Regions from separate parts of the Sus scrofa genome. Here region 1 is linked to region 2. A link is a contact called in public Hi-C data. All regions are on one chromosome and are shown on one strand. Each heading gives the region's core, a stretch centred on a gene start, on an enhancer-like site or on the middle of the called end of the contact. The rest is flanking DNA. Distances are from core to core; before and after follow the strand shown.

The links. A called contact is a pair of places that touch in the nucleus more often than the background predicts.
Region 1: a Hi-C map of liver shows a contact between it and region 2, with 3 times the contacts expected there. The contact joins two enhancer-like sites. A contact is called at or near these places in 7 of 47 Hi-C or Micro-C datasets (adipocytes, embryonic fibroblasts, fibroblasts and 2 more).

The regions. Positions count from the first base shown.
Region 1 is chr15:117,711,907-117,715,868 of Sscrofa11.1, forward strand. It overlaps FN1 (fibronectin), which reads right to left. Exons shown (of 50, transcript XM_003133642.5): 14 at 3,430-3,558; 15 at 1,922-2,065. Among named protein-coding and RNA genes, the nearest start is that of FN1, 23 kb to the right of the region's middle. Within about 2 kb of position 1,450, at least 5 of the 83 cell types and tissues checked have an H3K27ac peak or open chromatin away from gene starts, as enhancers often do. A contact at or near this core is called in liver, where this site is marked.
Region 2 is chr15:117,666,986-117,670,708 of Sscrofa11.1, forward strand. FN1 (fibronectin) reads right to left here. Exons shown (of 50, transcript XM_003133642.5): 43 at 3,540-3,629; 44 at 2,127-2,593; 45 at 1,049-1,187. Among named protein-coding and RNA genes, the nearest start is that of ATIC, 51 kb to the left of the region's middle. Within about 2 kb of position 1,311, at least 3 of the 83 cell types and tissues checked have an H3K27ac peak or open chromatin away from gene starts, as enhancers often do. A contact at or near this core is called in liver, where this site is marked.

The DNA.
Region 1 (3,962 bases), core at 200-2,699, 45 kb after region 2:
TATTTTTAAGACCTGTTGGAAATAAGGCCCAAATAACTAATTTCCAGTAATGGTGACCCTGGAGAAGTTAAACATTTATGAGTTTGTGACTCAGTCCTTTTTTTTTTTTTTTTTTTATTTAGTTTGCTGAGATCTATGCTTTCCTAGTTGTTTATTGACAAACCAAATGCCTCTTATCTTCAGTTAGTTTGAACAACTCCATCAGGTCCTCTGTTGGAGGAACAAACAGGGCAAGGCTCAGAGATGACCTATTGGTATTCTGTTCTTTGTCACTCTTTTACTCTTAAAGCCTCACAAGCTAGGCAGCAGCCATTGAGCAAACCAAACTTACAGATAAGTATCAGACTGCCTATGGAGGCCAATTTCCTCTCCCCTAAAGTTCCTCTCTGCTCAAAGGGCTTTACTGTTACCCTTTTAAAGGAGTAGGAACAAGGTCAACCTAGATAACTCCAACACAGAAGGACTCCCCCCCATCTGCATTTCATTTCATCTCTGGCATGTCTACCGAAAGGCTGCCAGCAAGCAGCTACATGAACAGGCTTACCTTAAAAGAGAGAGAAAAAGAAGTTCTCTCTAATTCATTGAGATCTCTTAAAACCAACACTACATCAATAACAGCCATTAACATAGACGCTAGAGGGGATTTCTTTAGAGGTATCTATCCTTTGGAAGCATCCTTAAAGAAAAAAAACCTCAACTATATACTTTCTGCAATCAGATTTTTTAAAATTATTAAATGAAAAATTATTTTAAGTGATTTTTATACTCAAATCCACCATGAAATACAATTTAAGCGCCAGGTCAACCTGTACCATGAACCTGTTAAAGCAGAGTCATCTTCTGTGGCCCAGGCAGTGTCTGAGGGCTGGGGAAAGGAGGGTCTCTTCAAAGTTCAGAAAGGGTATCTGGGTAGTTGGTATTTAGGATGCCAGATTGTTAGTTTGTTACTGCTGGAAGGAACTTTAAAGGTAATCAACTACCATCTCCCATTTTCAGAGAAGGAAATAATTAGTGAAGCTTGACCTGAATCTCTGTAGCAGCATGTACAGAACTGGAACTCATGTCTTGATAAACACTGCTGTGGGCCCTGTTGGTCCATATCTTGTTCCCTTTGATAGTGAATCTCTTATCACTTAGGGAAGGAGGGACTTAATCTTGATTTCCGTCATAGCAGATTCAGAGGTCCAGGAGGCTTTGACCTCAGTAATTGCTCAGATAACTAATGCCTAAAAGTTAGAGTTTCATAATTCTACCCATCTTATTGTAACTAACCAGCCAAACTTAAATGCAAAAACTTTTTTTCTAAAATGAATAGTACCTCCAGCTAGACATTATGTTCCGTGACCTAAAAAAAACCCGGCAATAAACATTCTCGAGTATTTGAACTGTGTGGGCAGAGAATTGACCAAGTTACTCAACTCTTGACCCAGGGTACTTTGTTCCCGACTCCTATTGATCAAACATATGGCCATTTTAGCACAAAGAGGGCCTGCATGAAATGTTGAGCGAACACCTACCTTATGCTGTATTTCATGTAATTTCTCAGTGATATGAGAAAAGGATAGGAAAGGGAGGAGATACCAATGCACACACAGAGCATTAATAAACACTGATGCTGCCCTGTTTTTATTATGATGATTATTATTGTTTTTTTATGGCCGCCACACGGCATATGGAAGGTCCCAGGCTAAGGGTCGAATTGGAGCTACAGCTGCCGGCCTACACTACAGTCAGAGCAACTCGGGATCTGCAGCTCCTGGCTCTGCCAGATCCCCAACCCACTGAGCAAGGCCAGGGATCGAACCTGCATCCTCATGGATACTAGTCATTTGTTTCTGCTGTACCACAACATGAACTCCCTGCCCTGTTTTTATAACTCAGTCAACACTTTTCGATTTGCAATAATAGAGCTACTACTTACCTGGATAGGTCTGTAAGGGTTGGCAGTGCCACTCTCCAATGCCTCGGCCATAGCAGTAGCACTGGTACCTGACCCCATGCACATACTTCTCCCATGAGTCTCCAATTTGATAAAAGGTGCGGGTTTCCGAATCCTGGCATTGGTCTAAAATATATACAAGTAAAAGATAAGCAGCCTTGAAGACTTAAAGCTACACATTTAATTCTAGTGTGCTGGAGCACATATTCTTATTTTTAATAAAAACTTGCAACTGTTCTTACAAATATATGCAGTTAACTGTAAATCAACTATAATAAAAAATTAAAATATTAAAAAAAGTGTAGTTAAAAAATATTTTGTTCATATCTTTTTACCTTACTAAACAGTGTCTATTCTTCCCAATGAAATGTTTTAAAGTACCCCTTGGGAGGAATATTTGACTTTCTCAAAGGAAAACATTTCTAAAGGAAAATGTTAAGTTTAGATTGCAGTATATATTGACATTATTAATTATAGGAAATTAAATTAGGTATTCTATTTTACCCTTTTTAATGCAACTGATTTACCATTTGAATAGCAAGGATAAAATATCACTTTATACACATCTTTAAAATGTGGAGGACTTAATTTTACATATAAATGAATGAGCTAGGTTTCAAATAATGAATACTTGCTGAGTAGCTTCTAAGAAAGAAAGAAAACCCCCCAGGCTTCTCTCTCAGCTTTGGTAATTTCAGGTCACACTCATCTGATCAGCTGGTTTTCTTTTTCTTTTTTTTTTTTTTTTTGTCTTTTTAGGGCCGCACCCGTGGCTTATGGAGGTTCCCAGGCTAGGGGTCTAATTGGAGCTGTAGCCACAGGCCTACACCACAGCCCCAGCAACGTCAGATCCGAGCTACGTCGTCTTCGACCTACACCACAGCTCAGGGCAATGCCGGATCCTTAACCCACTGAGCGAGGCCAGGGATTGAACCCACAACCTCATGGTTCCTAGTCGGATTCATTTCCACTGTGCCACGACGGGAACTCATGATCAGCCTGTTTTCTTAGTGAGAACATGTCTCTCTGAGTAAAGGAATATTAATGGATTACCTAAAGTAGGTAACACAGCTCTTTTAAGGCTCAAACTTCATCGATTGCTTAGATCTATTATAAAGGGCAGCCAAGAAAAATAAAGTATTTGGAGGGAGGCATTTACTGGCATAATCATTTGCCAAGGTTATTGCACAGTCAGCAAAGGAAAGTTCTCTCTCAAACAAGAACTATCTTCATGATTCAAAACAAAAACGTGAATTCCATTCAATTAAAATAAACCATTTGTTCCCAAATTCAGCAAAAATAGATGACTACCACTATTGAGATTATATATTGGTTCATGATTAGAGAAAAGGCTTTGCCAAGCTCTCTGCAAGCCATGATCAAAGTCTGGAGCTGGCTGCAATCAAGAAATATCAAAGAGCTCTCCTTATCTGAAACTGGCCAGCTATTCTCAGTATCCAAATCCAGCTTGGAGATACCAGCCTGCTTACCAACGGGATCGCACTTCCATCGGCCCCGACCCTGACCAAAGCAGGTGCAGTTCAGCATGTGTCCCTCCTCGTGACGTTTGTGGAACGTGTCATTCACATTGTATGTGATATCGTCAACAATGCACTGATCTGTATAGGACATAGGGGGGAGAGAGAATTTTTTGTTTCACTGATGAAATAAAAGAAGCTATGTTTTTCAAAGTCTTTCACTTAATTATCAACACCTCTCACTAACATAACTTTTCTACTGGCATAAATTTTTTTTCAAAGCTTACGCAATACGATAATTTTTACAAAAAAACCCCCCATCCCTCTCTTATAAACTTGTAAAGACTGGAGGCCAACGTATAAACAACTAAAGAATGTGGCAAAAATTACCTTCCTGTGGAAAGTCAAATTTTCACCAAGTACCTGTCTTACTTTTGGAAAAGTTCTTGTCTGGTAGATAATGACCTTTAGGTTGCTGCTTGTTACGATAAATAGGAGGGAGACAGTTATGGGTTTACAGGACACCTAGCGCATAATGTGATGGT
Region 2 (3,723 bases), core at 61-2,560:
ATGTGCATTACCATGAACATATAACACAATAAGCACGAACTGATCCCTCCTCCTCCCCCCCAAACAAACTCAACTGCTTGATTCATAGGCATTTATACTTGTAAAAGAACACAGTCACCTATCAATGAGGAAGGAGGCCGCGGTTAAGGAACTGGTCCCAGGAATAAAATCTGCTGCTTGGCAGGCAGAATTTAGCATTCTCTGCTGATGTGAAATAGAGAACCCTCCAGATGGAAGATTCAAGATTCATCATTTTAATTATTCCCTATCTCATGTGTCTTGGTGAATCTTAAGTTGCTGCAGTTTGAAAAGCTATGTGATATATGACTGGTTTAAAAGGACTTTCCAGGTGCTTAAGAAAAAGTCAATGATCATTTAACCTCGATTGCATTCTTAGACCTATATAATCATGAAATTATATTTGGATAAGGGAGCTTTTTGGATGGAAATGGGCTATGTTGGTAGCATTTTACATCAGGAACAAAACCCAGATGGCGCTAATGTCTGCAGGTAAGGAATTTTCCTCGCGGGTAACCACTTTCAGTACTTAAACGTTACTCAGGAGGACAGCAACACGGTATAAAGAGGGCCTGGGAAAAGACATCAGGAGACTTGTGTCCAGCATCAAGCCTGGTGCTCACTAGCCGGAACTCAGAGTGTTGGACTAAATAATATTTGAAATCCCTTCCAGGCTTATCATCACAGCACTGAGACTCTATATATGTATGCTGGAGATGCAAAGATACTAGGATACTTTGAGGGGGAAATTATTGAATTTAAAGTTGCTCATTTACTTCACGGAATTAATTTTTCAAAGTCAAAAGATGACAGCAATGGGAGTTCTCTTGTGGCACAGCGGGTTAAGGATCCAGAATTGTCACTGCTAATAGCATAGGTTCGATCCCTGGCCTGAGAACTTTCACATACTGAGGGTGGGGCCAAAAAAAAAAAAAAAAAAAAGACAATAACAACAAAGGAAGAGTCACTTGAAGAAGCATCTCTGGTGTAGTCCAGAGCCTGTGCCTGGATAACCCAGATATTCACATACCAGAATTGCCCACAGTAACCACCTCCTCCCGAATCTTGTGCCTCTTCTGGTCTTTTAGTGCCTCCACTATGATGTTGTAGGTGGCACCTCTGGTGAGACCCGTCAAGGTGGCACTAGCAGAAGTTCCAGGAACTCGGAACTGCAATTATTGGCACATCCAAAGCGGGGGGGAAAAAGCATATGGTGAGGAATCGCCATGACTTTCCCTATTCTCTTGTCAATGACCTTAACTGTGTAAACTAAACAAAGAGAGACAAATAAAGGTGGAGGGTGTAAAGGTCCCAACCAGCCAAAGAGAGAAACGGAGCTGGAGTGACTGGCCCTCCTTTCTGCCTGCCAGATTTTCCTGCCAAAAATCTACCCTCGGTGCTCCACAGTTGCCATGAACCCTCAACTAATTCTACACTCAGCCTCCTCTTCATCCTGCTGTAGATGCAGGTCTGGCCAAGCCCACTGGGACCCCTGGCCATGCCTCCCCCTCATAGACGTGGACGCTCTGCCCGCCCTGTGGGAGATACATTCATCCTGCATATGTGTGTGGCATCTGGCCCCAACATGGGGGCCTTTAAACACTGTGGCATATCTTCAAACTCATGTGTCGAAGCTTGTAAATCTTCCACAGTGTCATCAGTTTTTAAAATTCTGCCACTTTCTAAAAATAAGAAAACAATAAAAATGGATATTGGCAAGACAAATGAAAGAATGGAGGTTTTAGAGAATCGATCACCTACAGGGACAGCTTCAGCCAAGTTCTTTCTCCTTTGACATCTCTCTCTCTTTTCTACAGTCATTTTTTTTTTTTTTTTTGGTGTATATATATTTGCCTCCCATGACTGAGACTGGTCAAAATGATTTTCTTCTCTTTACTAAACAAAGGCTAATGACACTTTTTGGGGACATTCCCTAAAGTAGAGCCATACTGAGATTAAAAAAAAAAAAAAAAAATCAGGACTTGAGCACGCCACCTTTCTAAGAGGGCCTCGACGTATGGCCACTTGACATCAGAGCTCTGGTCACTTCAGTAGCCTGACTCACTTTTCTCCCAGCCTGCCCAGAAGTGAAGAGGAAAGTTAATTACCTGCAAGGGTTCTTCATCAATGCCCACGGGATGACATGAAATGATATATTCAGAGCTTTCCTGGAATGGGGTCCATGAGATGGTTGTCTGAGAGAGAGCTTCTTGTCCTGTAGAAGCATTTGGATTGAGTCCCAGAACGTGAGGGTAGAGGTGATGGTCTACGTCTCCCCTGGGGACATGACCAACTTGGATCTCCTCATTTACATTCGGCGTATACGGTCCTGGCCTATGCCTTACGGGGGTGGCCGTTGTGGGCGGTGTGGTTCTCCTAAAACCATGCTCCTCAAAGATCATTTGTTGCCCAAGACTGGGCTGCTGACCAGAAGTGCCAGGAAGCTGAATACCGTTTCCAGTGTCATACCCGGGTTTGGTGACGAAAGGGGTCTTTTGAACTGTGGAGGGAACATCCAAGATCTCTGGTCCATGAAGATTGGGGTGTGGAAGGGTTACCAGTTGGGGAAGCTCATCTAGCCAAGAGAGGTTAGAGCCAAAAAAGCAAAGCGGGTTAAGCTCCCAGAAGTAGCAGCAGTAATCATTCTCAATTCAGGCAACAACGACTATTTATCAATCTGATCAAAGCCCCTGGAAAATGAGCAGCTCTTAGATCACAAAACACTTTTTTCCAGAAAGAAACCTTTCTGATTTTTCTCAAAGGTTTCTTTACAGTTTAGAAAGAAAAAAGTGTTAGTATGAATTTATCATACAAAGCTTTGAAACACTGAGCCCCGTAGAAGCTGCCTCTGCTCAAATTAAGCCCAACAGAACCGAAATGTGTGACCTTTTTTTCTCTTTTTCACTTGAGAATCCTGTCATAAGGACTAGAAACCAGATTAATTATATCATCATCTGAAGTATGAGAATTCCAGAGGTTTGACACAAATTTTTCATAGTTTGAAATGCTAACAATAGATTAAAATGCATATATACAACTTATTTTACAAATTCTCCCATCAGCATAAATAAGGCATTTTCTTCAAATTCAACTGATATTGGATAAAAAAGCCAGACATTATTTAGTTCCAAGTATCAGAAACCAAGTAATAAATAAAGACAAATGGGAAAAAAAGTTTTTCTCCCCCTACTTATTTTTTTTTTTTAATATAACATTTTTAACCTCAACAGAGCGTATAGAAGAGTAGCAACGACCACAACTTGGCTTTTACGTTGTAACATCTGACTTGAATTTTTTAAAGGTGAATAAAAGGCTTTTATATTGACTGGCTAAGAAAAAGTAGAACTGAACGCTGCAGATTATGTTAGGCTATTCCTGCTGTCAAAGAGCACAACATACATGCTATGCTGTTAAAAAAACAAAAAAGTTCCAGGAGAAATGCATGGAAAACACCCTTTTCACTGCAAAACGAATCATTTGTAATTAGTTTCGCCTTGGCTGTTACCTAGACTGCTCTTTACCTGTCCTTTTCCTCCCGATCAGAGGCTCACTCTTCTGATTGTTCTTGAGGGCAATGACCTGGATTGTGTACTCGGTTGCTGGTTCCAGACCTGATGGGAGGACAAATCATCATATCATATCCATGGGCTTAGCCAGTCAAGTAGAAGTGGATCTCACCAGAAGATGCTACTGGCAAGCAAGCAT